7 separate regions of the Mus musculus genome follow, and all the other regions are linked to region 1. The links are chromatin contacts, called in public HiChIP or PLAC-seq and promoter capture Hi-C maps. All regions are on one chromosome and are shown on one strand. The core of a region is the stretch at or near the end of the contact, and the rest is flanking DNA. Distances in the headings are between cores, read along the strand shown.

Region 1 (3,838 bases), core at 734-3,233:
TTTTTGTTAATGCGACTGTTAAAAAAATTTTTTTAAAGCCCTTTGGGTCTCACAGTACATTTCTCCTGGGGAAAAGTCAAAGCTTGATCCCAGGCATGCTGAAAATTATAGAAAGTTAGCACCAAACAGAAATCTTAAATAATAATCCCCAAACTGGCTTATAATGGCTACTGCAGCAGAAACATCGAAGTGTCTAACATGGTTCAGAGGGTACTAAAAGCGAAGATTTAAGCTAGCGTCTAAGTAACCTGGCACAATTTCCTTTAGACAGTGCCAAGCTTGGACAGAGGAATCTGATGTTAGTTGAACATCTGCCACCCATATTTGCCGATAATTTAATGAGTGCATCTTGATAAGAATTCTGGAACAATCATGACTCAAAGCAAACCTTTGCTCTTAGCACATTAATAAAACTATATACAGGAAGAACAACAATATCAACCAACCAGAGCCCCCCCCCCCCAGCTCCCTAGGACTAAACCACCACCAAAGAGTACACATGGAGGGACCCAGGGCTCCAGCTGAATATGTAGCACACGACAGTCTTGTCTGGCATCAATGGGAGGAGAGGCCCTTGTTCCTGTAGAGGACGGATGCCCCAGTGTAGGGGAACCTTAGGGCTGTGAGGCAGGAGTGGGTGTGTGGGTGGTGGAGCTCCCTCATAGACGCAGGGGTGGGGGGATGGGATAGAGGGTTTGCAGAGGGGAAACCAGGAAGGGGGAATAACAGTTGAAATGTAAATAAATAAAATAATCAATAAAATATATAAAATAAATAAAACTATACATTTAAATAGCACAGAAAAGTGTGAGGAAGAACTTTCCCAAAGAAACATCACTGAAAACATGTATGTGGCATGTCATCTCCTGCTGAATCTAGTCCTTATGGAGACATCTGCTATTTTACAGATATGGAAACACATTTACAAAGACTGACACATTGAAATCATTGCCACTTGAGTTAAGAACTCTACAGTGCACCGGAAGGCTAGCACACCTAGATGATCAATCAGTCCTCGATGCCTACTTTCTAATTCTAACCCCAGGTTTCTAGTTGCAAAGATTATCTGGTTATTGCATCTTTTTTCCATACCACTTACTGGGAGGAAGGAAGATTTTGAAATTCTCGCCATAAATCAACTTATGACTCTCTGTAACCACAGGGTTTGTGAACTCTTTTGTTTTTGTTGGTTTTTTAAAAAAATGTAATGCTAAAACTATGCTTCCTGGTTTCAAAACATTACAAGTTCCAGCTTGATTGGGTATAACATACTTGGTAGGACAGACGTTCAGTGCACTAACCAAAAGGAACACGTTTGTCCTCTTATAAAGTTATATAGAGTAGTGAGCTATACTCATTTCTCTCTCCCCATCCCCCGCCCCTGAAAATTGATCAGTTGTTCCCTGATGGTTTTTTTTTTCTTTCCCATTCTCCACCCTCCTCTTTCGAGTTTGAAACTGCTTGACCATTCTTTTCTTTGTAAGTTTTTTATCTTTACTTAGCAGTTGAAAAACTAAACCTGGGCTACAGTGCCTCCCTCTTGTCTACCTATCCAGGTATGTGTTCCAAAGGGCGGAACTAAGGATTGCTGTCCATTCAATTTGGGAACGCGAGCTGAGCTTGGTGCAGCTCGCCGCCCAGACTGTACCGCCCAGAGCGCCCAGTCCGGATTACCACTGAAAGTAGAGCCTTCTGCTTCTGCCCGAGCTTAATCAGAAGTTCTTCAAGGAGGTCTCACCGGGTCCCTGCCCTTGACCCTCCAACTTCTGGACGTGGTTCCTCTACTTCCTAGAGGAGCGAGGTAAATACACTTCCTTCCCAGACCTTGCCCCTTCTATTTACCGTCTTGTACCACCAACTTGCGAATGCCATCGCGACAACCCTGACTTGCTCCGCTGGGAACCTCTCGAGAACGCAGAACGTGCACCACGATGACACTCTGCTTGGCTGGGACCCGGCTGACACCGCACAGGACACAGCTGCCGGGTGGGAGGGCACAAGGGGAAAGAGCGACAGGGCCCGCCCAAGCTAGCGTGGTCCCGCCCCATCCCAAAGCTAATTAGGAAAGAGGTGTGTGTCAGTTTTTCAGCTGCCACTCCCTAAATGGAGGGCTAGGGTTGGGGGCGCGGGGGTGACTTCACACGGAGGTCAGAACTCTTCTGCCCAGCCACAGGAGCCCACTCCGGAGGTCCCAAGTCAACTTTATTCTGCCTCCATGCCCATGCTCACTGCCTGGGTCTCACTAGCCCGCTTTGCTCCAGGAGTCCCTCCACCCAACTCCTGCCACTACCCAATTCGGAGAGCCTTTAGCCACCTGCTTGCCCGCAGGCATGGAGTTCTGATCTCTTTCCCACTCTGGAAGGTGCAAAGAGGGGCAACGCCCCGAGACTGCGGCGGGACACTCCAGGACTTAGGCCTTTTGCCGCTTGCCCCGCGGCTCAGTCTGGAGTACGACTCACCTCCTGGGTGTGGCGAGCTGCCGCGCCGCGACTGGGCCTGGGAGAGGCGGCAGGCTTCGGGCCGGGCTGGGACATTTTTCGGTGAAGCCGCTGCGGGCGCAGCTTCCGGGAAAACGCAGCGAAATTGTTTGCGGGGGGGAGGGAGGAGCGGGCAGCCACCTCGGGACAGGAGGAGCGGGACAGCTCAGTGAGGCAGCTTTTCCGACCCAGCCCTGAGCCCTCGCCCAGCTCAGTTAGGCCCTCCCCTTCCTGCCCTGGGCTCACTGCAGAGAGCCCAACTTCTCAGCAACCCAGAGCTGAATTCAACACTGTCTGCTCAGGGTTTGTAAAACAAGACCCTCCCCCAGACTAGCCCCCAAGCTGCAGGGTTCTCAGTGAATCGCAAATAGGGGAAGCTGGAGATTGCAGTTCCCGGGTGGAGTTGTCCAGACCAATCTAGTGATTGTGCAACCAGAGAGCTGGACTGGGGCGTGGCCTAGACCCCTTTTTCTAAGAATTTGAAGAATTAGACACTTCTTTGCAGTCTGTCACTAATTCAAATCTAGCCTAAATCTGAACTACAAATAAGAGAGAAGATCTTGAAAACAAATTGGTCTCTCAGTGTTCGTGTACTTGTGTGTGTGTTATATCCTGTGTTTGATTATTTATGTAGCCAATTCTGTAAATGTACTAAGGGTTTTCGAGCAGAAGCCTGCCTGCTCTAATGCAAATCAGCAGAGAATCACAGGTATTAAAGTCATCTTCCTTTCTGGAGCCTATGTTTCTGAGGTTGGGTTGGTTTTTGCCTTGGCTTCATTTTATGCAGTACTTCCTGTTTGGGGGCTGGAAGTGAAATTTAACAAACCTTTTGAGTGCTCATCCAAAGGGCCTGTCAGCCTACAGCTATTTATTGCTGGCTGGTGCCAGCCACAGAAAAGCCTGTGTCACCACAATAGCATTGCCATTTGTAGGCTTTGTCAACATGCTAGAGAGCTCGATTTTAGACAGTTGACAAGAAAGAAGCCACGTTGCATAACAAGATTTGCCATGCTATAAGGAGCTTGGATAAATAGAATTATGGTTGTCCAGTGTCCCTTCAATTTTAGGGATATGTCTCAACTTCTCACAAATGAATTAGCAATGTTCTTGGATTATATGCATTTCTTCTTGAAGTGCTATATGTACAATGTCACCAGTATTCCAAAGGACAGGCAGCAGTGCAAGAATGCATACAAAGAATTGGAACATTTTTGGTGTACAAACTGTCATTAGCAAAAATTGGTTGGTAGTATGCATCATTTATGTACAGAATGGGGGGAAGTGTTAGAGTGAAAAGAATGTCTTATGTTTTTCAACAGAATATTTAAGAATTGAATTTAAACCAGCTAATTTTGCATTTG
Region 2 (3,838 bases), core at 853-3,352, 990 kb after region 1:
CAGCCCACACTGTAAGGCCAAGGAGAAGGCTCAAGAGAGACCACAAGAAAGAAGGCTCCTGTCCCCAAAGATTATTCTTTTCCTATGTGAAAACACAAAAGGACCAAAAACTGTATAGCAGAGCACATGTGTTCTCTCTCTCTCTCTCTCTCTCTCTCTCTCTCTCTCTCACACACACACACACACACACACACACACACACAATTTCTATAAAAGAGTGTTTGAAGGCAAATGAGATATGGGGTTTTACAAGTTGGAAACGGTTGTAGGCTGAGCAGAAAACTCCTGAGAGAAAAGTTAAACAGAATTAGAAATGGAGTTTGGGGAAGTTCTTGAGGGTGTTTTTCCCCCTCAAATATAAGTAGAGGAACTTCAGGAACAGAGACAGAGCTATAAAGGGAGGCATGGAAGAGAATCACTAACCACAGGACATCTACCTGAGTCTAACCCCCAGCCACTACCTCCCAAAGCTGAGTCCTGAGGTGCTGTAACCCCTGACAGGCTGGCTCCTGCTACCTAGCCCCCTTCTGGATCATTGCCTCAACACTAGGAGCCCTTCTGGCTTTGTTGCTTCTCTGTGTCTAACTACAACTTGTGTCTTTTGCACATTAATCCAGTTCTGGCAGACTCTTTAGAACAGGTTGACTCCAGTCATCAACACACCTGGCGCAGTCATCACTGTCCCCATAAGCCATCCCCTCTGGGGCTTCCTGCCACAAGAATTTTCAAAAGTTTCACATGAATTTCTATACAAATACATGTACATGTAAACACTAGATCGCCACTGCCTTTTATTCACTGTCTTATTTTCGTTAGCCTTAACAACATTCCCAAAGTATGAGATAGAAAATTCTAGAAATAAACCGTTCTTAAGTTGTGAGATGGTATACATGCCCATAGCGCTGAGTATGATGTAAGATGGTATACATGCCCTTAGCGCTGAGTATGATGCCATCTCATCCTTCCCATAGGGTCCAGTCTATTGTATGAGTCATCCAGGCCATTGCATCCACTGTATATGCCACTACCCACTAGTCAGAGGATGAAGTCCTTGACTGTGTTCAATTCACCCTAACTCAATTACAGACCACAATGTATAAGACAACAGGTACAAGTCAGGTACACCAAAGATGAGCTATAAAATGTATTAGACAGAGTCGGGCATGGTGGCACACGCCTTTCATCCCAGCGCTCGGGAAGCAGAGGCAGGTGGATTTCCGAGTTCAAGGCCAGCCTGGTCTACCCTGTCTCGAAAAACAAAACAAACAAACAAGCAAAAAATGTATAAGACAGGATAAAAGTCTCCACTAATAAAAGAATTATGTTGGAGCTGCTAAGATCTTCTAACAATAAAATAAAAAAAAAAAAAGGAAAAGAAGAAGTCTGAACTAACTTTCTATGGCTTCACAAACTACAAAAGATACAGCCACATATATGATAAGATATATATGTATATATATAGTAAAACGGTGTGTATAGAGTTTAATACCATCCAAGTTTCAGGCATTCTATGGAGGTTACTCTCCTGCCCTCCAGGCAAAAGCAGAGCAGTATGATATTTGAGACTAACCCACTTTTGAAGGGCTGAGAGATAACAATTTCATACTTCAGATCTGTGCTAAATGTTGCTGCGATGAGTGGGTGGTGAGATGTGCCTTTAATCCCAGCACTCAGGAAACAGAGGCGGGTGGACTGGATGTCAGACTGATCTACATAGCCAGTTCCAAGAAGGTAGGCTTACATACTGAGACCTTATCGCAAAGTAAACTTTTAAGAAGAGGAAAGAAATAGTACTTATGAAATACTCAAAAGCCTCCGGTAAGCACCAGAACAGTTGCTGACCTCGAAGTTCAAATAATAGCCCAAGCGGAGGAAGTGGAAATGGTGACCCTCGTTTACAGAAAGTGAATCAGTCACAGCCAGGTTCTGAAATTCCGCATGAACTCATGCTGCCTGAAAAAGCCAGGCATCAACGGTGAGCAACCATGATCTCCGGCCAGCTAGGCACTTTGCTTTCCATTGGGTGGTGACGGTCAGATCTCATTGCTTCTGACAAAGGCCCTCGTCAAACCCATGAGTCATGGTTTGCGTAAGCCACCGCTGCTCAGTGAGAGCAGACCCACTTCCTGACTGCACAGTAGTAACTCTGACTTCCTGACAGCCAAGGCAGACAGGTGCGACAGTGCGGCGTGCAGCGCCATCTGCTGGATAGTGTGGGATAAGCAGCAGCCTGGAGTGGATGGTCTCTGAATTCTGTGAGCTTTGAGACTGCTAGCAGCCAGGCCTGACTGCAAGGCCTGCCAGGAACACTAGCAGAAATACATACCCTCTATCCAAACCATTCCTCGAGGTCCTTTCCTTGTTATAGAATGTGGTGTGGCAAGCACATATGCACATGTGTATTCAAGGTGTATATGTGTTATGTAAAGGGTACAAGATTGTACATGATCTCTGAACAAATAGAAAAAGTGACCATCACTACCCTCATTGCTGGATTTGTACTAAATTTTACAATTAACAGAAACTCATAAATAATCCTATATAATCCCTCACCTTTCTGTATAAGCAGAAAGGAGTAAGGGGTATCAAATACTAGCTCTGCTAGTAGAATTACTCATGACTTAGCCATGAGTGAGACGGCAGCTAACAAGGCTCCTCCTTTCTTTACCAAAGTCTTTGCCCACATGCAAATAAAGACTGGCTGAGCAACTGTTAGGAAGAGGAAATGAAGCAAAACCCAGCCAGCTATGACAAGTCTGACATCAAGCCTCAACTATTTCTGAGGCTGGAAGTGGGTCTCAGAAAACTCTGGCCAGCAATAGGTTTAGGTTTTGGCCAGATGCTACAGAGAAGGTTTCTAACATGAGACAAAATATCTGTTGGAGGAGGAACTGGCCTAGGCATTCATGGACACACAGCATAGGACTAAAGAACTCTGGCCAGGTCTCTTGCTTCCTACAGTTTCCCAGCCGTTGGTGCTCTGCCAGCCTCTGAACTACAGCAGATGTTGCTTCTTGCTTAAACGCTAACTGACTCATTCCCTCTAGACCATAAAGGTAACCAGCTCATCTGACCCCCAAATATAGAGGGATGATTGGAAGATGGTAGGTTTGTTTGTTTGTTGGGTTTTTTTGGTTTGGGTTTTTTTTTTTTTTGGCTTTGTTTTCAACTAGAATGTCAGACTGAGGAACGCCTGGAACAAATAGTTCTGGGTTAGAGGTCAGGGGACTGGCTGGACTCTAGGGCAAAAGCAAACAAGGCTTTTCACAGTGGCTTGCAGGGATATGGTGACAAACCTGCCTCCAGTGGACAGACAAGGAACACTGCTGGCTGGGCTCGACCTTAGGCAGCTGGAGCAGGCCAGGAAAACGTGTTATAGATTCTGCCTCTGCCCCTGTCACATGGAAGTACACAGCATAGGTAACAAGCCAGATGAGGCTGGATCGGCCTTGAGTGCCACAGATGGACCTCTTTTTTGGGTCTCCTATCTGCGAGGAACGGGTCTCTGGTTGCAGGTGGGCGAAGGAGTGGGGTGACAAACAGACACGACACGAGAGAGTATGTTGAATCTGAGTATAATGTCCAAACGAAAAACAGACTTTTTTATACAGAAGAAAAAACAAGAAAAGCCAGGCAGGACATATCTGCTGAATTACAGTGACACAAAACAAAAGGAATCTATACATCAAAAGATGGCGGGGACCAGGCCGCTGTTTACCACTTAGAATGGAGCCAGGTGTAATGCCAGTCTATTGTTAAGCCCACCACTAGGGGTTCTTAGTAAAAACTTGATTATGCTGTTCCTTTGGGCCTAGTGAAGAAACTGGTCCCAGGGGGA
Region 3 (3,838 bases), core at 703-3,202, 970 kb after region 1:
TGCTTTACAGGCCTACATCCTGGTGTGCATCTAAATGCTGGAATTGCCAACAGGTAATCCAGGGCAATTTGCCGCAAGTCTGGACTTTGTGGCAATTTAGGATATCAAGATTTGGAATAGATTAACAAATGCTGAACTAGACTGACAACAGCAACATTGTTTGTTCTTACATGTCCCCCTGAAAGGTGCCTTCATCAGTGAAGTTGTGGCAGGTCCTGTACTTTCTCTAGAGCAGCTATTCATAGTCTCTTGTCTCATTAGTCTTGTAGCCAGAACTCTACAGTGTGTTTAAAGTTAAGGCCTTTTCCCTTCCAACCCCAGCTTGCTTTAGGCTAATAGCTAAGCACTTCTTGCCTTTCCCTCTCCTCTTACCATTCAGCTTGCAGCAGGTTGAAAGGAAGGGAGCAGGTGGGGGCTATGAGACAGGAGAGGTCTTGGATGGCACCTTTGAAATTGGCCTTGATTTCTTTCAGACACTGTCAAGCTCGTGGACATCTCAGACCTTTCTGTGGCCTCTGGCTGCTGGCCAGGCCTCTCCTTTGGCCAGCCTTGGTAGTCTCCATTTTCTCCTACCTCATAGGCTATCTGACTTTTTCAGGCAGGAAGCTAGACACTAGGGCCTCTTTTTTAAATTGATCATATAAACTAGAGAAATTGTATCTGGGTTCTTACTCTTAGATGAGCACTGTGGCCCTCATTAGGGATGTAGCAACTTCCCAGATGCATCCTTACTATACATCCTGATGTACATCAAGCATGACTCACAGAGCTACCTTCAAAGTCCCTCAACTAGCTTGAAGAGTCACCAATCATTCAAAGAGGCCACCATAAAGCTTTTCCCTTAACCTATAGTAAAGAAGAATATGCCTCTCTTCCCTATATAAACCTATAGGAAGTCTAACATCAGCTGACTCTTCACTATTACACCCACAAGAGGAGCCAGATGATAAGGGGAGAGAGGCTAGACTTTCTCCAACATACTCTGCAAAGTTTTCGTTAAAAATGGTTCAGAGTCTGACTTCTTTCTCAGAGCTAGACAGCTGTAGATGCTATCCGCTATCTTGGGAAATCAACAAATACCGTCAGGATGTCCTCTGTTAATCCTGGTTGCATAATTTTTTAGTTCCGTGCCATACCATTTTGTGTTCAAGTCTTCATGTGCACCTCACTCAGTCTTGTGCTTAGAAACAGGAAAACGCCGCTAAACAAGACAAATGGAAATTATGCAGAATGATCCCAGCAGGATCAAATGCGATACGGTAGGTCCAGCTTGAGAGTGAGTAATGATGAGCATAGTAATGAGGGAACAAGTAAGCCTCCCAAGGAAGCAGCATGGAGAACCAGGAAGAAACAGGCCATGTGGCAAAGCTTTTAGCATAGTTTATCCAGCTCATTTCTCATTAGCAAAAGCCCTGACAGGCCTGCTTTTGCTATTGAGTTTGTTCCCCAATTGCTGCTCTGCCTTAAAATATATCTGGGGAGGTGAAGCCAGAAAGACATGAACACTTGACTCCTGAGCCCCAGGCATTAGGTTTGTGGCCTAATCAGAGGTATTTTGGCACTTGAGGTTCCCATCTAGTGGCCTTCTCGTGTGGCTCCTTCTACAGAGGAAACTTCCCAAGATTAACTGATATCATTTTAACAGGCCAGTGAACCTCACTCACACTGGACCAAGTCTTTACATAGAAAGGGCTGGTCAGGGGAAGGCTGGTGACTTTGTCTCCCATGACTAGTCATGATGCCTGCTTTACAGGAGGTGAGAGCCTAGTGCATAATGAGCACACAGAACTGCCCAGCTCTGCTGGTGCCTTGTCTGGGTAAACACTTCTGTAGTTAGAGCAAGAAATGTAGACCACACACACACAAAAAAGAGAACGCCTATACTATTAAAATTGTCACCAGCTCTCTCTGACGTCAGTAATCAGCCCATCTGTGTGACGCAACTCTGTTGGGTGAGAACGAAACAAGTAAGCAGACAAGAAGGACATGCCAAAGGGCTAGAGAAGGAAGCGAAGGCAGGATTTATCGCTACTTAACAACATTTCACAGACATCAATGGACTCTCACTTTAAACCACCTTTAGTGGGAGGTGGAATGACCTACAAAATGAAATGAGTGCAAAAGAGTCATACTGGATGAGTGACACACAAGAGTACAGGTCAGATATCACTACTGGACTCCAGTTTCGACCAGCCTGCTTTAGGAGTTTGGTCTCTGACTTAGTGTTAGTCTTCTAGAGGGGCCCACTAATATCTCCTCACTGGCCACTTACATTCTCCTTCCATGTGGTTTAGTGTTTCCCAGAGAGAAGTGAAATAAATGTTTTGCATGGAAGGTAAACTTTGCACCACCCTGCCTGCACTCGTAAGTCAGCTCTCAGTGCTTTGTCTCCTCCAGACGATAAACATCACCTTTAGCTTGCACAGTGCTTCACTTGAGGCTGGTCCTTGGGTCACTAGTGGCCTCTAGGACTTCTGCTAATACAGTCCCCACTCCTACCATTTCTATTGTGCCTTGCAAAAATGAAATGCCACGGCCAGCTTTGCTTCCCACTTGTTGATGGGGCCACTGTTCCTGGCCTTTGTAGCATTGTATGTGGATCCCCCTTTAGTTGTGAGAAAGGGGACTTGACACTGCTATGCCTTTGTCTTGATCTTTATGCATTCAGCTATATCATAACTGCCCGTCGTGCTGAAAAAGTGGCCTATTCTTATCACTCCACAACTGCAGTCCATGATGTCTTTTCATCTTAGTAACTTGATAACTTGCTAGCATTGTTAGCTATTCTAACCCCTTTTAGAAGATTAAAGATATATAGCTTTTATATAATTTTTCAAAAAGAAATTGAGGTTTTGTAGATCTCTCAATTTCCTTTCTCTGAAAAGAAAAGGAGAAAGTCGCATCACTGAGAAACCCCAGGATGGCCAATTGCACCATTTCCTGTCTACTATGAGGTCTGGCATGGTGGTGATCTAAAATTTGCAATGGCTGTGCATGATGAAAATTACAAGGGTATTTCTGAAATTGCCCCTTTGTCCTCATTATGAGTGTTCTCCACCAGTGCCTAGTTACTTAAAAATATGTGGCTGTACTTAAATATTTAACAAAACAACGGGCATCTATTATCCCATGCAGTAACTGCAGCTAGAAGCAGCTTAGCTGGGTAGTTCTAGTTTAATATCCCTCAAAATGTTAGAATCAAGCCATCAGCTGAAGCTTGAGTTGTGTCAGGCCTTAACCTTCCCAGAGAATCTACTGTGCAGCTTACTCCATGGCTGTTGGCTGGATCCCCCTTTTCCTCACCATGCATAACTGTTCCTAGGCTGAGAAAGTGTCCTTACAGAAGGGTGATAGACTGAAAGAAGGGAAAGAGATAGACAAAATCCAGATGAAAGCCAGTAGTTTATAACCCAATACTTGAGGTGCAGACTTAGCTTATATAGCATTTCAGACATTTCTCTGCTGGGTCCACAACAGCCTTCAGCCATACTCTCTTCAGGACTGCGATGACAACCCTATGCCCATGTGCTTTTGTAAAAAATAAAACGTAGAATTGAACTCTGAAGAGTTTTCCAAAAAAGTCTAGAATTGTGGACTGAATGTTATACAGTATTCTATGATGGGTCTAGTCAGCATCTTGCCTCGGATTGCCTGCCCCAGGCCAAGGAGGGAGGAAATATGAGACGTAATCAAGTTTGAGAAGTAGAAAGGCTTGCTTCTAGAGCTCCTGCCTTAGTGGAAATCATCCATCCATTAAAACATGACACATTTAACCTATGGCAACACTGACACTTTAAAAAAAAAGTAAGAATTGTTGCCTTCAAAAGGGCTGCAATCC
Region 4 (3,838 bases), core at 490-2,989, 940 kb after region 1:
GATACATTTAGTTGGTTTAACAACAATTCGTGGCTTCCCCAGGCATCTGTACCCATAGGACCTAGTACCCTGATTAGTTACTAACAATGACTTTTTTTTCTTCCCTTTCCTGTGGAGTGAAGTAACAAATCTCAGCCTTCTATCCTTCTCCTTTCTCCTTATTAAATAACTCAATTAGCTGACCATATTAATAGGCTAGATCTCAAATTACTTTTTCAATCCATAAGATCTTTTGCCACTTAACATTTGAACTATAAAGTATAAATTATCTATCAACTGTTTTTAAAAGTGTTGCTTTAATCTAATATCATTTTATAAGCAATGATATTGGATTAAATGTAGAAAATACTCAAATCATCAAAATGATTTTCCCCCTAATATAACTAGCTGCAAACTCTTACCTAGATTTATTCTAAAGCTTGAAAATCAGCAAAGACTCCTATACTTTACCACTGATTGCCCTCTGTGTTGGTGATATGTTTTGTTAGTGTAGAGACTAAGTACAATTTATTTACAGTTTATATAACTGGCTAAGAAGGTGGGTGGGCTGGGTTGCTTTGAAGAATCTCACCCTGTAGTCCAGGGTACCCTGAAATTTACTATGTCAAACAGGCTGGTTTTCAATTTGCAAACCTCCTACCGGCCTCAGCATCGTGAAAGAGAGGACTGCACGAGCCCCCACACTCAGTTCATATAACAAACACTTCGACATCCATAATCTCTCCGACCATGCACATTCTAATGGTACCAGGTATTTTAGAGTTCCCAAGCTTTCTTATAGGGATTGTCATTTCCATATATCTTAGGGGTAACCCAATCTATGTTTATCAAAGGTTAAATCTGAACAAAATTCTCTCTCAGCCTCATCAGAGCCCCACATTATCTCTGCCATCCTCAAGTGGCTCTTCATTCTTCTCCTCCTCCCAGCTCTGTCCTCCACCCACTCACTCTCACTGTACAGTGCTCTTCTCTGATCTGAAATCCTCCATGAACCTCCTCAGCCATTTTTCTCCAAATCACTTAACCCCAGCTCCTTTTAATGTTCCTTAATATGGCCGGCATCGCAACCTTTAAAATGTTTGTGGTGTAATCCCTGGACTGCTTCTAGTTTCCCACCTCGGAGTTTAGAACCAAATGGTGTTTAGTCAGAGCCAGATGAGCTCCAGGGGACCATGGGATTTTCTGTTGTTTACCTTGAGTTTTACTCTCCCTGGCTGTGTTGCACTTGAGGTTTGCTGTTGTCTGTTCTTCACCACTTGATCCTTTCCTGCTGGGCAGCTCAATTTGTATTTTCTTACTTTTTATAATGCCTGGCTTATTCAGTTCTTTAAAATGTTAATGAATCAACCTATAGTGCTAATATTACTCAGTACTTATTGGATGCTCATTATGTACAAGGTGTATGTTAGTACTGTGTACGTAGTTCCTCGGATGACTCGCATGATTACTCTGTGAAATAGGTTGTACACATTTTACACGTCAAATTGTTGGGCTCAAAAATTAATGATAATGAGCATGTCCTCATGATCAAATTTTATTCTCATTCATAAACAGCAGGAATTACCAGTTTAGCTCATAATTTGAGTATACCGTGTAAAACAATACCAAATGCTTACCTATGACAGCCTAGGTACCTGCAGACTTGCAGAACAAGGTTCCTTTCAATGGTATGAGCCTGGGTGGAGGCAGACAAGAGTCATGCTGGTCTTGCTGTGGTGTGGTGTGGCATAGTGCCAGGCTGGGCCTCTGCCAGCTAAGCTAGGCCTCAAGCCAAGCTTAAGGATGAAGTTTGCTCTGCTAGGAGTCTAGGGTCATCTGGCCTAGTTTCCTGGGCTGCAAGCTTCTGAAACTCTCCTGTGGGAAACAAAAAGCAAATCCTGTTTGGAGGGGAACCAGGAAAATGCTTTTACTTGGACAACATGAATGATAGTTACTTCTTCCACTCTAGTCCTGAATGTTTCTGTCTATAGTGAACATTTTCCATAAGAAAATGTTACTAATCTCCACCACTTTGTTTCCTAATAGGTCAAATCCACCTCTTGACTTCTACCTAACTACTGGAATTTTGTTGAATTACAAATCTTTGTATATATTGATACTCATGTGAGTGTACAAAATAACCCAGCAGATCTGATATTGGTGATTCTTTTCCCAATTTCCCCACTATCCTTACTTTTGATAAGTTAGCATAGATAGAGTATCTGAACTAGAGAACATCTAATATCTGTTCTGGCATTGTGCCTGAGAGAGAGAGAGATTGTGTGTGTGTGTGTGTGTGTGTGTGTGTGTGTGTGTGTGTGTGTGTGTAATAAATAGACCTTTGAAAAAGTACCACAGGTGCCAAATGGTGCAAGCAGAAGCTACTGCATAGATTAGTTATTTAGACAGAGTTGAAGCCATCCTTGCTTCCCTGCTGATACTGTCCATAAAGGATGGCTTCCTTGCTCCTGTCTTTCTGATGGCCCAAATTAACATTTCCTTTCACATTGTTGACTCACAGCCACTGCTGAAGGATAAATAACTTTGCCATCTAGTACTAAATGGAGGAACTAGAGATGAACTCATAAATATAACTGTGCGTCAGATATAACCCCAGTTTAGTTTGCCCTGTTGGTACCAAGTACTGCTGCAGTATATAAAGGAGCCTGGGGAATTGATTAGCAGTTAGTTGGGTTTGGGAAGAGAATTAACTTTTCCCATGGGGCCTTTCTGAGGCAAATATTAAAAATAAAAATACAACTGCTCTGACTCCTTTGAACTTACCATCTTCCCACATTACTTTTTCTTTAGCATCTCAATTCTATTAATGTCTATGGCACTAAGTGTTCTTCATCTATAGCATCTCTTTCATTAATCTTGGGGTCTCCTTCCTGTTTGAATAGGCACAGAAGGTTTAGAGGGAGTGTAAGCAAATGATGTTTAGATGTAAATCAGTGCCAGTGTTATTGGGTTTTTAGTTCATTCAACCATTTGCAAGAGATAGTCACCCAACTACCAGCCATCTGAAGGAATAGTGACGTTGGTGTATTGGGAGCAGGTACCAGAAGACCCACCACTAGGCCTCGGTTAAGACTCAGCCTTCTCCCTCATCAGAATCCAAATTTTAAATCAAATATCACACTCCCTTTCCTCTTCAGGGCTAAATGAGCCTCCTTTATTTTCCTGTGCCTGCTTCTCAAGGGGCACAAGAAAACGTAGCAACGTCTGGAGCCCATTTTGAGAGCAAGGATCTGAAGCAGACCAAATAGAAGAAGCCTGCTGGATCAGCTCTTCTTGCGCTGGCCTGAGTTCTGTCTCAATGACAGCTTTGTTGGGAAAAAAAAGTTAAGCAGGTTCTTTCTCGCAGGAGCTGGCAAATGGGAGGAAAGTGTGGCATTTCGAGTATTTCCTAAATGATCATGACACTGACCTTATTTCTTCTCCAGAAATTTTTGTTGAACAATCAAAGAATGTGATGTTAATACTGTCACAGCTGAGAAATGATAGACCATAAGGTTTGCATTTAGCGATGTTCGTGTGTCCTCGCAGTCTGGCAATGTGGGAAAGTACAGACTGTGTTCACTCCTGCCCTTCTGCTTGCTGTCACTCAGTCATTAGTACTGACTCATTCTGCTGGTGGAAAGCAGCCATAGCCCTGCCCTCACAGAGCTTACAGACCAACATGAAACAACAGGAGAGCATTAGGCATTTATTCATAAAACCTTTCCCACCAAGACGTACAAGTAAGATTTGGGCGTAATCCCAGACCTTCCCACCATGCTAAAATAAGCATTTTACTATTTTGAGCATCTCCGACTGAAAACCCCAGATTTCTCTACTGTGAAATAAAGATAAGACT
Region 5 (3,838 bases), core at 741-3,240, 920 kb after region 1:
ATGGATGGTTGTGCATTTGAACCTTTTCATTGAAGATTAAATATCACAGTTTTATGGAAATATATTTACAACACCTAAGCAAGGGATTTAATTTCATGCAAGTTATGACTACAGTTGTTCCTATTAATAAAATGTAGCTGTGTGCTTAATTTTACACAGTAGGAAATGAAATGTATAAATAGAAAATAAGCTTTGCTAGTATAGGCAGTTTTGTATGTCTGCTTTATTCTACAGTAGGGAGTGTAGCTTGAAGGTGGTATGTACAGGACACTGGGTCCAGTCACCAACACCAAAACCAACAAGCATAATATATAACTTTTAATTAAATGGACCTGTGACTTTTGTGTTTGTAATAGATAATTAACTTTATAGGAGTAGCATTAGTGTAGCTGTTAAATTTTCTTAGATTTATTAGTTTTATGTGTTTGAATGTTTTACTTGTGTGTCTATGTATATGTGTATCACATGCATGCCTGGTACACTCAGAGGTGAGAAGAGGGGGGCTGGAGTTATGGACGGACGGACGGACAGCTGTGGGTGGAATGGAGCCTGGGCTGTCTGCAAAAGCTGCAAGTGCTCCTAACTGTTGAGTCACCTTTCCATCCCTAGTATTATTTTTAATTGTTACTATTAATATTTAACATTAAAAAACTAACCAGATATTTATTTTGCTTCCTCTCTTGAATTAGTATTTATATTCCTATATGCTAGCTATGTAGCATGGCCATTTGAATTACCTCTAAGTGGAGTTTAGGGATTTGGAGAAAAGGCAAGCCCAAGGAAGAAGATCATAAGCTTGATCATTGTAAACCTACATCCTTGTGACTTTTTATAACATCAGAAATATAAAAATGTGCCTATGTGAATAAACAGTTTTTTTAAACCTTAAAACTTGAGAATCTGTGGAGCCACATTAATTACATCATCCATTGGACTAAGAGTACAGGATTTCTAAATCTCTTGTATCACGCTAACTTGAAGATGTTTGTGTGCTTTGCTTCTACATGACAGCTTCACAATGAAGTCCTTTCTTCCGCCTTAGTAACTAAGTGTTCATGGATGGGGTCCTACTAGAAATGAGCATTCTTCTGAATTTTCTTGTATAGCTTTTTAGGTGGTAATTACTAACCTCATCTCATTTTATATCTGAGGGGTTAGTTCAATTGTTTACTTAAGGCTTTTGGAGTTTCCTGCAGTTTTTAATGACATATTTGAAGAGAAGAGCCCATAATGAGAGGCCAGAATCCTAGAACCCTGGTGAGCACTGGCTTTTCAGACAGAAAAGTAAGGTCTGAGCTGTGCTCCTTGGAGCTGGAGGGGCCACTGCTGTTCTGGAACTACTGTTTCCCCTAGCTCTCTCTTTACCTTGTTTGAGATCTCAGGCTAAGAAAAGGTAAATCAAGGATATTTTCTTAGGCGGCACCAAGTTAGACACAACAGCCAAATTACAGGAAGTGAATACTTAAGGCTACCAAACTCTGATTCTGATCGAGACATGCAGTTTAGCACAGACATGGGCTCCTGCAGTCCTAGGTCCTGGGCAAGCAGGTCCCTTCCCTCTGCACAGCTCTCCTTGAGCCCACGTGTCCAGCCCTCTTCCTACTACTTACCTTTGCTTATACCATTGAATCCCTTGCCCAATATAGTTTGCTGCCAAAGGTAATTTAGTTATAAAATGACTGATAGGTTTAACTTTCAACATGTGTTTGAATTTTAACAGGTAAGCTTTCAGCCCAATTACAGTGTGATTGTGTTTGTGTACTGAATGAGGCTTGGAGGCACTGTAGACTGAGAGACTAGGATACTTGGCCCTACCTTGCTTGTTCTGTGTCTATCTCATCAACACCCTACCCTTTTTATTATTCTCCTGGGAACAAAATTATGGACTCAGCATTGTTTTAGAGCCTGCAGCTGCATTCTATCTACCCTTCCCCCTTCCATTTACAGAGCTCTCCCCAGCCCTTTGGGACTTAGTAAAAACAAAGACTCATTACAGGGGAAAGAGTGGGTTGGCACAGCCCACAGGGAGTCCGCAGAGCCATAACTGTAAGGGTCTTCTATACAGTACTCCACTGTTGTTCTTTAGAGCCATGATAAGTTAACATTGCCTGTGCTGATTGCTTTTAAAATCCATCTGAAGTATGCTTATAGAGCTTTCCAGTGTGGAAAATGCTTAGGGTTTTAAATTAGAAGGTTTAAATTTAGAATTTCCACAAAAGATAACTGTTTCTTAGTGAGAGATGTTTGTCTTTTTATATCAAATGTAATTGGAAATATACCTTAACTGTCATGATAGAGCCATATGTAAACAAATTTGAAGCATTGTTAAAGTATCCTTTTAAAAGTGTTACAGATATTCCTTGTTTGCCCGGTGAAGTTATGCTAAGTCTGCACGATTATGGTAGTCCTATGCTAATTATAGGATCCTCTGCCTCCTTCCGTAATATCTATAGAGGGTCAGAATTTAGATCTTGGCAGATTAGCATTTAAGCCTATTTGCTTTTTTGTTTGAACATGTTCTGTTGGGTTGATGTTAGCATCTACATAAATACAGACTAAAACATTAAAGTATGGCTGTATGCTGTATAGAATTCTAAGTCATTGATTATTTGGGTTTTATTTATATAGCTAGGCAGTAGTTTTCATAGGAGAAAATGGAAACTATGTCTGAGAGGCACCTACAGCTATTCCATAGTGGGAAAGGACACACAGGAAATTTGATGCTCATTGAAAGTAGGGGAGCAGTTGGTTCTGATTGCTGAGCTCATGAATGTTAGTAACTGTGTACAACTGAAAATATCCTCAGTTATTCTCTAGTGTGGGTCAGCCAATTTGTCTTCATGGGTCTAATGTATACCTAGAGCACCTACATGTAACTTCAGATCTTTAAGGTAGACTATTCAGAGGACAATGACAAAGCACTATACCAGTTTCCAAAAGCTGCATCTTTATAGTCAGATAAGCTTCATGAAAAGTAGCACTGTTCTCTCTTCCTCTTATACAGTGAAAGTGAGGCAGGTGACTTCCAGGGATGTCGGTTCCAGTAGAGTTTAGAAAATTAGTCTACATAGCTTTGTGAAATTGAACATTTCTAAGGGCAAACAGTTGGTAGAGGCAAGCTATACTGCAGGTGAAAAACTCTTCCCACGCATTGAAGATCTCTGAAAGAGTGTTTCTGGAAAGTTCACTCAATGTTTAATGCAGTCAGTTGTTGATACTATAGACATAACAGTTATTTCACAAACTATAGAAGTTATCTAATTGACATATTAATAAGTTGTTATTATTCTGATTGCTTCTTGGTTTTATGGTGTTTTCTGGGTTTGTTTTGTTTTTGTTTGGGTTTGACTTTCTCAGATAGGGCCTCTCTGTGTTGCCCAGGCTAGCCTTGAACTTTCAATGTGGGTCAGACTGACCTTGAACTTGAAAGAATCCTCCCACCTCTCCCTGCCAAGTGCTGTAATGCCTGGCATTTAGCTACCTGCTCAGCTTGTTTTAGTTTTGTGAAGCCTCCCTATATGTCCCAGGCTAGCCTGGAATTTGAGATCCTTTCCTTTGGTTTCCAGAGCACTAAGATTTCTGGCATATGCTAACATGACCAAGCTCTCTATTAGTATGAAAGAATATAGAGCTAGGTAAGATATGGTCTTCACTCCTGAAGAATTTCCAGCCTGACAAATACATGCAGACTAACATTTAGGAAAGAGTTAATAACAAATAAAGGATTTAGCTAGAACCCTCACACAGCCTTCTATAAAAGGACTATTCTATAGGAGCCATCAATAACAAGGCTTTGTGTGTGTTTCTCACTGCTGTGAACCAACATTTTAAACAAAGG
Region 6 (3,838 bases), core at 966-3,465, 900 kb after region 1:
TGGGGATTTACCCACCCTCACCGGAAAAGCAGTGGGATACAGGCTTAACTTGTTCGAGCAAACCCCCCCATTTCCATCTTCACTCCGCCCCCAAATAACTAAGGCGTTAGATATGTGTTAAGTTCTTCCCTAGAGAAGGAAAGAAAACAAGAAAGGTTCACACAGAAGTGTTCTCCAGACTATATTTCATTTAGATATTTGAGTCAGGTATATTTCATGTTTTATGAAACATGAAGCTTTTATTTTGCCCTGTAAAAGTACATTTCTTAATTCACCCCCTTGTTATTGCCTTAATTTCCTTATTCAATGAATTTAAGTGAACTGGCACTATACGAACACTAAAGTAATAGGTGGAAACCATGGGTTAACAGAACTCATACCAGTGGGCTGAAATCAGGACAAGCTACAAAGTGATCTGATGAAACTAGACTTGATACTCAGACTTTTATTTAATAACCACACTACAGAAAGAATTCCTTCTGAGACTTTCATAGCAAGCATTCATAGAATGCTTGAGGGTCTGGAAAAGGGGGGATTTACTAAGGTGTGGGGTGAATATAGAATTAAAGGCAATTATAGCCCAAATTGTATTTAAAAGCTAGAAAAATACCATGTAAATATCTATAAAAAAAAAAAAAATCCAGAAAGACGATGGTAGGGCTTTACAATAATGAATGTCTCGATTTTTAAAACAAAAAGGGATATCTTCTTTTTTTTTTTTTTTTTTGGTTTTTCGAGACAGGGTTTCTCTGTATAGCTCTGGCTGTCCTGGAACTCACTTTGTAGACTAGGCTGGCCTTGAACTCAGAAATCTGCCTGCCTCTGCCTCCCGAGTGCTGGGATTAAAGGCATGTGCCACCACGCCCGGCCAAAAAGGGATATTTGTACAGAGTGCCTATCCCTGCTTTTAAATCTTTCACTTGTTTGTTTGTTTGTTTAGTTTTTGCTCTTGTTTTCTGAGACAGGGCTTGGTTTGAAGCCCAGGCGGGCCTAGAACCTACCTTCCACAGTCAATCTCCCAGCCTCAACTTGGCAATTGTTTGCTTTTTGTCTTGTGTTTCTGATCAGCCAATTAATTGACCTTCTCAGGGGAAACCTATCTAGTCTATCCGCACACAGCTTAAAGAGGATTGCTGTAGGCACCCTCCTTTAGCCATGCCCACACACAGTGTAAACTGAAGTGGAAACTAAGCCAAGCCTCCTTACACTTTGGCCTCTACCTCCTCCATTTAAACTCAGTAAGACCTCCTAGCCTAAATAAAACCAATGAAAGACACAGATCTCAAAGAAGACTCAGAGAATGGGTGGTATCATTGTTTCTTTTTACCTACCTCAAGGTCAGTTATACTCTTCAAGGGCCTTTGAAAGAAGAAACCCCGAACAGTATGGTTTCCCCATGACCCATAAAAAGGCATAACCCTGATCATATGATGAGCTCCAGTGCATATTCTATTCCTTTGAAGTCACATACATGTATGAGTTGATTTTGAAAGACTCTAAGGTCCAACTCTATTTATTGTATCATGACCACCACTCAAAACACATTTAATGCACTGGTATAATTTTGTGCTTAAGTTTTCCACACAGTCTCACACAACTACTGAAGACTACAGCTGACTTGGTAATTTCAAGTCTGGAATTAAAAATAAACAAACAAACAAACAAACAAACAAATAAATAAACCTTTGTGCCACCCCAGTACTGAACTTCCTTTTAAGGAAAAGCTCTCTTGAGACAGCCTACGGTGTCTGCACCACAGAGCATATCAAGACCCAAAGCTTGTGCAGCTGTCAGGAAACAAAATCCGTACTTGGTCATCTGTCCTGCCTTCACCCCTACCGAATGGGGATCTTCACTTCGTACCGCAAGAACAGGTTGACCTATGTGTTCGGTCCACTATTACCTCTCAAGGGGCGGGGCTCCGACTTAGGCTCACTTGGTAACCTTGACACCCAATTAGCAGGGTTCTGCCCCAAATCGGTCCAGCCAATCGCCGCAGGAGAGCCAAGACGAGACATGACGTCAGATAAGATTAACTCGACGCGTCACCCCGACGTCAACCTCTCCTCTGTCGGACGTCCCGTCCTGAGAGCAAAACTCCTGCGACTTTGGGCCCCGCCCCCTTGAGGTGAAGAGCAGCCAATGAGGGAGGCTCTGTGGGGATTCAGACCAATGAACAGAGTCCAGGGCGGGGTGCGGGCTCGAGGGTGGGGCGGCCCGCAGCTGTGGAAGCCCGAGGTCTAGCTGCGCGCAGTATATGACAGTACGTCAGCAGCGGGATGGCCGTAGCTGTGGCGGCGGCTGCAGGAGCCCGAGCAGCCGCGGCCGCAGTGGAGGCTGGAGCCCGAGCGGCGTCCGCGGTGGCACCCCGGGGAGTTTAAGATGGCGGCGGGGGGGGCTGCGGGACTGCGGGAGGAGCAGCGGTACGGGCTGGCGTGCGGGCGGCTGGGGCAGGACAACATCACCGTGCTGCATGTGAAGCTCACCGAGACGGCGATCCGGGCGCTGGAGACTTACCAGAGCCACAAGGTGAGCGGCCGGCCGGGCAGCGCTCGGGGAGGCGGCGGCCACTGATCTTTCTGCCGGGCGCCTGGCGCCGCGCCGGTGGGGCGCTGGCTCCCGCTGCTGCCTCCGCACCCGCCGAAGGGAACGAGGCCAGCCGCGGGCGCCGACGCCGCGGTCCGGGGCCTCTGGATCGAGGGCGCGGGCGGGCGGCCCCTTGTGGCGGGGTCGGCCTGGCCGGGGCTGCGCGGCCGCTGCGGGACTTTCCGACAGCCGCCCGCGGGGTTTCTGGCTTGTTTGGTCCGGAGGAGGAACCGGGTCCTTTGGGAGAGAAGTGTGGCGATCGCCTTACCCTCGGAGGGGGCGCACGGAGCTACCAGTAAAGAAGCGAGGGTCGGAGGCCGCGAGCGGTCAGAGTTTTCTGGGAAACGCGGAGGGATGGCTGAGTCGCTGAGCGAGGGGCAGCGGCACTCCGTGGGGGTGAAGACATAACTAGTACTCTCAGGGACTCGGAGACACTGGCACCCCTATTGCAGGCGAGAGTGTACATGGTGTACTCGGGAAGGCCGGGACACTGGCGCTGCGAGGAGGGGGAGGGGGACACACCTTGCACTCTCGGGGACTCGGGGACTCCAGCTCTGTGGGTTGGGTTCCCGGAGACACACCGCATACCGAGTGGCCGCAAACCGACACCTCATCTCCGGGAGAGACACCAGAAGACTCAAAATCAACTAGAGCCTGAAACAAGACGGCCGGGTCTGGGGAAAGGAATTCTCAGAAGCTCCGCGTAGCCGAAAGGCGCTCCGCGTCCTGTGCTGGCTCGCTGTCTGTTGGCGAGGAGCGAGCCCGAAGGTTGTGGGGAGACAGACGGCTGACTGGATGAGATTCTGCTCTTTTCCTGGGCCCCAGAGAGAGAAACCTGTGGTCTCCGCCTCATCCCATACTCTGAGCGCTTGACTCCACTAGAGGAAGAGGCTCCAAGGCACATACCCTGTAGCTGGAGTCCAAACCCAGGAACTTTCGCACAGAAAGGCACCGTAATGACAATTTAACCAGATGGGGGTATAAGGAAGCCGATTATGGGCATGTAAAAGGGGGTGGGGGAGTAGGGAGACGAAAGTGGACATGTTGTCGAAGGGAAAGACTATACCATATGGAAGAGCCAGGGGCATTTTGTTCAGAGAAAAGAAACAAACAGCTACACCCCACAGGATTTTCTAACAAGAAGTTCAGTGCCTACTAAAGAATATATTCCAATATGTCTCATAAAACAGGCACAGAGGGACTCGGACCTCACATACTTAGATAAAAGTGGAAAAAGAACTAACATCTGTTG
Region 7 (3,838 bases), core at 774-3,273, 870 kb before region 1:
CAGGATCAGTCACCACAAGCTGCCAAGATGCTACACATTCCTACTCTCGCCACTAGTCACATATCCTTCCTATGTACATGTTCGATCTCCCCTTCTAAAAGGACACTCCCTCCTCTCTGCACTCTTTCTTCTCCCTCCACCTTCACCCAGAAGCAGCCTCTGGATTCTCCCTCCCTAATAAACCTCCCACGTGAGATCTGTTGCCTAAAGTGACTTTATGGAATCTGTTGCTTAGATTGTAATAGCCACCAAAACCAACAGATAGGGTAGTAACCCGCTATCCACGTCAATGTTAGTTATTTATGACAATTACCTCATAATCTCTAAGGGCTCACTTACCAGCACTATGAACTAGGAATTTACCTGAGGGTCTTTAGCCTTTAGTTCTGTGTCAACAATAGACACTGACTGAACATTTCTGCTTAGAAAAGGATCATCAAACTCAGTCCAGACGTAATCTCCAAACACAATATTATGCCGGTTGAGCAGCCTGTAAACACTCGACTTTATATCTTCTTTTTTTGCAGTGCTAGAAAGATAAATAAAACATATATAAAATATCTTAGTTAAGAAAAACACTAAAAGCTGGGCGTGGTAGCACACGCCTTTAAGCCCAGCACTTGGGAGGCAGAGGCAGGCGGATTTCTGAGTTCGAGGCCAGCCTGGTCTACAAAGTGAGTTCCAGGTCAGCCAGGGCTACACAGAAAAACCCTGTTCCGAAAAACCAAGAAAAAAAAAAAAAAACCAAAAAACAAACAAACAAAAACGACAAAAACAAACAAAAAAACAAAAAAAACCCCACTAAAGTATAGCTAGGTCTGGCTGTAATTTCAGCATGCAAGCTGAGACAGAAGAACTTGTTTCAAACACAGACACTCAGACACACACACACACACACACACACACACACACACACACACACAGACACACACCTTCCCTCCCTCAGACCTCAGACATATACAAGAAAGTCATTAGTCAAGATGGGGCTTGGCAGTGTACTGTCTTAGGATCAACTGTAGGGTCCCAGGCCTGCAGTCATACCATCAGCCACCCTCAGGCTAATTAGAAAAAGGAGGTGCCACTAGTTCTTCACACACTACTATGAAAATTAATAAAAATTCAGTGTTTGAGACAAGCCTGAAACATTATGAGCATTCAATCCATGTTAGCAGCCCTTTTAAGGAAAACCTGAAAATGCATAGCTGTAGGGTCTAACCTGGAGTACGTACATAATCTTTGTAACAGGAAATTTGCCACTGGATTCTGGCTTTGCAAATTAAATACTTGCTCTACTGACACTGCACTTCCTTGCACCCCTAATTGACTGGAGATCACTTCTGTCGCTTAGCAGGTCCTATTACATGGAGCTCATCGTTAGGCTGTGCTCCATAGGCCAGTCAGTTGAGAGCTGTGGGGTCCTGCCAGATAGTCTGGGATGGTGGTAGGGTCTGGATGGGATATGCGGCAATGTGAGAGGTGAAACTCAAGAGTAATGTGTGGTGGGATGGAGGGCAAAGTCGGATCATGCTGTTAGGGTCAACTGAAGTGGGGTGGAGGTGTGCTGGGTCATACTAGGTGGGTTCATGTCAGGCTGTTCAGGTCGTGCGAAGTGGGGCCGTACTGAGGGGTGGGACGCTGTGGGGTGGAATCCTAAGAGTTGGGGTAAGGTCGTGCCACTCGGAGTCACGCGTGGTGGGGTCGGATCAGGTCGCGCCCCGCGTGGTCGGACTCCGTATATACGCTCACCTTCCGCTGCGCTGCAGAACCTCCACATGGACCGCGGGCGATTCGGCAACACAGGGAAGCGCTTGCTTCAGGTCGCCCACCGCCTCGTCCATGGCGCCGCCGCCGGGAGCCGAGGGAATGCCGCCGGAGTGAGGCCGCGGTCGCCTCCCTGCGCCCTGTGCGACAGCCTTCTCCGATGTAGGAGGATCCACCTTGGCTAAGGGCCGGCCAAATCCACTTCCGCCGCCCGAGCCGCTCGGCGCTTTGCAACCCGCCCCGCCCCACCGAGCTTCGAATCTGCCGCGCGCTGCGCACCGCCCCACCCTGACCCGGAAGCACTTGGCGGTGGCGAAGGCGCTACTTCCGACTGGCGCAGGTCGAGCTACCGGCAGCCGCTTCTCACCGGATCCCGTGCTATCTCAGCCATGGGCAAAAAGCACAAGAAGCACAAGGCGGAATGGCGCTCGTCCTACGAAGGTGCGGATCCCACGGGCGGGGTCTAGGTTGCCGATACGGGCAGGGGAAGGCGTTCCAGGGGAAGGGCGTGGTCTGTGCTGGGCGGGGTCCCGTGAGAAGGAGGAGCTTAGAGCCAGGTAGTGGACAATCGTAGGAGGGGCGGGGTTAGAGCTGAAAAAGGGAATCTGCTGCGAAGAGGCTATAGGCTTCTTTTTTGGGTCCTGTAGCCACTATGTACCTCCTCTCTGACACCAGGAAGACCCGCAGCAAAAAGAGGGCTTCCGTGAAGGAATTGGGGTCCTGGGTCTCAGGTCGGGTTGTTGTACCCTCGGAATATCCTCAGTGGTGATTTTGTGGTTTGAAAGAGAGGATTGAACACCAATCTGTCAGTTTGAGATTACATAGTCTGTGGTTTTGACAACTCCTTGCTGTCTAGATTCACACCCACAGGGGTGCAGTATTTCTACTCAGTATTTTGCAAGCTTGACCTACGTACGGTCTGTGTGCAGATTATACAGACACGCCACTGGAGAAGCCTCTGAAGCTGGTGCTCAAGGTGGGAGGAAGTGAAGTGACAGAGCTCTCAGGATCTGGCCACGACTCCAGCTACTACGACGATCGCTCAGACCACGAACGGGAGAGACACAGAGAAAAGAAGAAAAAGAAGAAGAAAAAGTCAGAGAAGGAGAAGCACCTCGATGAGGAGGAGAGGAGGAAGCGGAAGGTAAAGGTTCAATGGCCTAAGATGGGTCCCTAATCACGCCTGGCTATACCGTTGCTGCAGTTCTGGGCTTCCAGGGCATCTTCAGGTGATGCCTGTCAGGTGTCAGGAGTGGCTCTTCTTCCCAGTCTGGGGAATGCGCAGACGTGTGCGGAGCCTGCATTACCAGTCTAAAAGGGTTCTGGCTGTTCTGTGCCCTCTATTCTTCCATACTTACAGGAAGAGAAGAAACGGAAACGGGAGAAGGAACACTGCGACTCAGAGGGGGAGGCTGATGCTTTCGACCCTGGAAAGAAGGTGGAGGTGGAGCCACCCCCAGACCGACCAGTGAGAGCCTGCCGAACACAGCCAGGCAAGACCCTGTCCCCAAACATGAGTTTCCTACCTTGTCTATAGCGTGGTTATCTAGTTGTTGGGGACATTTCACAAGCTAAAAATGAGTAAATTCTCTTGAAGACTGGTAAAACAGACACATGGATGCCAGAGACCAACCATATGTGTCCTACAAAACCTACTATATTTTTATTTGGTTGGTTAGTTGTTTTGTTTTGTTTGTTTTTCTGGTTTTTTGTTCTGGTTTTTCGAGACAGGGTTTCTCTGTATAGCCCTGACTGTATAGTACTCACTCTGTAGACCAGGCTGACCTTGAATTCAGAAATCCTCCTGCATCTGCCTGCCGAGTGCTTTGATTAAAGGCGTGTGCCACCACGCCCAGCGAAACAGGGCTTTTTACTGTAGCCCTCTCTGTCCTGGACCTTACTCTGTAGATGAGCTGTCCTTGAACTCAGAGATCTGCCTGCCTCTGGCTCCTGAGTGTGGGATTAAAATGGTGCACAACCACTGCCCAGTTTATCTACAGTATTTTAATCTGGTTAAAGTTTATCGTTTTTTAGTGTAGAAGTTTAGCATTATCTGTTTTACTATTCCAAACAGCAC

What was found. Promoter capture Hi-C pulls out the DNA fragments that hold promoters and counts their contacts. HiChIP or PLAC-seq counts read pairs in DNA pulled down with a chosen protein or histone mark.
Region 2: a contact with region 1 is called in a promoter capture Hi-C map of liver, with 7 times the contacts expected there. The contact joins the enhancer-like site here to the promoter of Cast in region 1. A contact is called at or near these places in 6 of 39 promoter capture datasets (the 3T3-L1 cell line, embryonic stem cells, hippocampal neurons and 2 more), 2 of 484 Hi-C or Micro-C datasets (B cells and hematopoietic stem and progenitor cells), 2 of 115 datasets of contacts at active chromatin or transcription factors (bone marrow-derived macrophages and embryonic stem cells) and 4 of 9 other capture datasets (adipose tissue, embryonic stem cells, liver and 1 more).
Region 3: a contact with region 1 is called in an H3K4me3 HiChIP or PLAC-seq map of bone marrow-derived macrophages, with 4 times the contacts expected there. The contact joins the enhancer-like site here to the promoter of Cast in region 1. A contact is called at or near these places in 4 of 39 promoter capture datasets (the 3T3-L1 cell line, 3T3-L1-derived adipocytes, cranial neural crest and 1 more), 3 of 115 datasets of contacts at active chromatin or transcription factors (acute myeloid leukemia, bone marrow-derived macrophages and cardiomyocytes) and 3 of 9 other capture datasets (embryonic stem cells, liver and macrophages).
Region 4: a contact with region 1 is called in a FOXA1 HiChIP or PLAC-seq map of pancreatic cancer cells. The contact joins the enhancer-like site here to the promoter of Cast in region 1. A contact is called at or near these places in 8 of 39 promoter capture datasets (the 3T3-L1 cell line, 3T3-L1-derived adipocytes, the C10 cell line and 4 more), 1 of 484 Hi-C or Micro-C datasets (bone marrow-derived macrophages), 1 of 115 datasets of contacts at active chromatin or transcription factors (pancreatic cancer cells) and 2 of 9 other capture datasets (macrophages and pancreatic islet).
Region 5: a promoter capture Hi-C map of pre-B cells shows a contact between it and region 1, with 2.6 times the contacts expected there. The contact joins the enhancer-like site here to the promoter of Cast in region 1. A contact is called at or near these places in 7 of 39 promoter capture datasets (the 3T3-L1 cell line, 3T3-L1-derived adipocytes, embryonic stem cells and 3 more), 2 of 115 datasets of contacts at active chromatin or transcription factors (acute myeloid leukemia and pancreatic cancer cells) and 3 of 9 other capture datasets (adipose tissue, liver and macrophages).
Region 6: a promoter capture Hi-C map of neutrophils shows a contact between it and region 1, with 5 times the contacts expected there. The contact joins the promoter of Ell2 here to the promoter of Cast in region 1. A contact is called at or near these places in 11 of 39 promoter capture datasets (the 3T3-L1 cell line, 3T3-L1-derived adipocytes, the C10 cell line and 7 more), 3 of 115 datasets of contacts at active chromatin or transcription factors (acute myeloid leukemia, bone marrow-derived macrophages and pancreatic cancer cells) and 3 of 9 other capture datasets (adipose tissue, liver and macrophages).
Region 7: a promoter capture Hi-C map of liver shows a contact between it and region 1, with 3 times the contacts expected there. The contact joins the promoter of Trip13 here to the promoter of Cast in region 1. A contact is called at or near these places in 3 of 39 promoter capture datasets (liver and pre-B cells).

Annotation. Positions count from the first base shown.
Region 1 is chr13:74,805,977-74,809,814 of GRCm38.p6, forward strand. Cast (calpastatin) reads right to left here and starts at 1,984. Exons shown (of 31, transcript NM_009817.4): 1 at 1,843-1,984. The coding sequence starts at 1,872.
Region 2 is chr13:75,795,844-75,799,681 of GRCm38.p6, forward strand. No RefSeq gene overlaps it. Among named protein-coding and RNA genes, the nearest start is that of Glrx, 42 kb to the right of the region's middle. Within about 2 kb of position 2,103, at least 284 of the 459 cell types and tissues checked have an H3K27ac peak or open chromatin away from gene starts, as enhancers often do. A contact at or near this core is called in B cells, adipose tissue, bone marrow-derived macrophages and 5 more, where this site is marked.
Region 3 is chr13:75,776,414-75,780,251 of GRCm38.p6, forward strand. No RefSeq gene overlaps it. Among named protein-coding and RNA genes, the nearest start is that of Glrx, 62 kb to the right of the region's middle. Within about 2 kb of position 1,953, at least 20 of the 459 cell types and tissues checked have an H3K27ac peak or open chromatin away from gene starts, as enhancers often do. A contact at or near this core is called in acute myeloid leukemia, bone marrow-derived macrophages and macrophages, where this site is marked.
Region 4 is chr13:75,751,007-75,754,844 of GRCm38.p6, forward strand. The region is part of intron 4 of Ell2 (elongation factor for RNA polymerase II 2); the gene reads left to right. Among named protein-coding and RNA genes, the nearest start is that of Ell2, 45 kb to the left of the region's middle. Within about 2 kb of position 1,740, at least 91 of the 459 cell types and tissues checked have an H3K27ac peak or open chromatin away from gene starts, as enhancers often do. A contact at or near this core is called in liver and pancreatic cancer cells, where this site is marked.
Region 5 is chr13:75,725,196-75,729,033 of GRCm38.p6, forward strand. All of the region lies in intron 2 of Ell2 (elongation factor for RNA polymerase II 2), which reads left to right. Among named protein-coding and RNA genes, the nearest start is that of Ell2, 20 kb to the left of the region's middle. Within about 2 kb of position 1,991, at least 47 of the 459 cell types and tissues checked have an H3K27ac peak or open chromatin away from gene starts, as enhancers often do. A contact at or near this core is called in pre-B cells, where this site is marked.
Region 6 is chr13:75,705,269-75,709,106 of GRCm38.p6, forward strand. It overlaps Ell2 (elongation factor for RNA polymerase II 2), which reads left to right and starts at 2,216. Exons shown (of 12, transcript NM_138953.2): 1 at 2,216-2,529. The coding sequence starts at 2,383. 1700037F03Rik (a long non-coding RNA gene) reads right to left here and starts at 1,889. Exons shown (of 3, transcript XR_873683.1): 1 at 1,811-1,889.
Region 7 is chr13:73,935,744-73,939,581 of GRCm38.p6, forward strand. Trip13 (thyroid hormone receptor interactor 13) reads right to left here and starts at 2,024. Exons shown (of 13, transcript NM_027182.2): 1 at 1,747-2,024; 2 at 364-529. The coding sequence starts at 1,838. It overlaps Brd9 (bromodomain containing 9), which reads left to right and starts at 2,085. Exons shown (of 16, transcript NM_001378947.1): 1 at 2,085-2,202; 2 at 2,691-2,905; 3 at 3,122-3,254. The coding sequence starts at 2,151.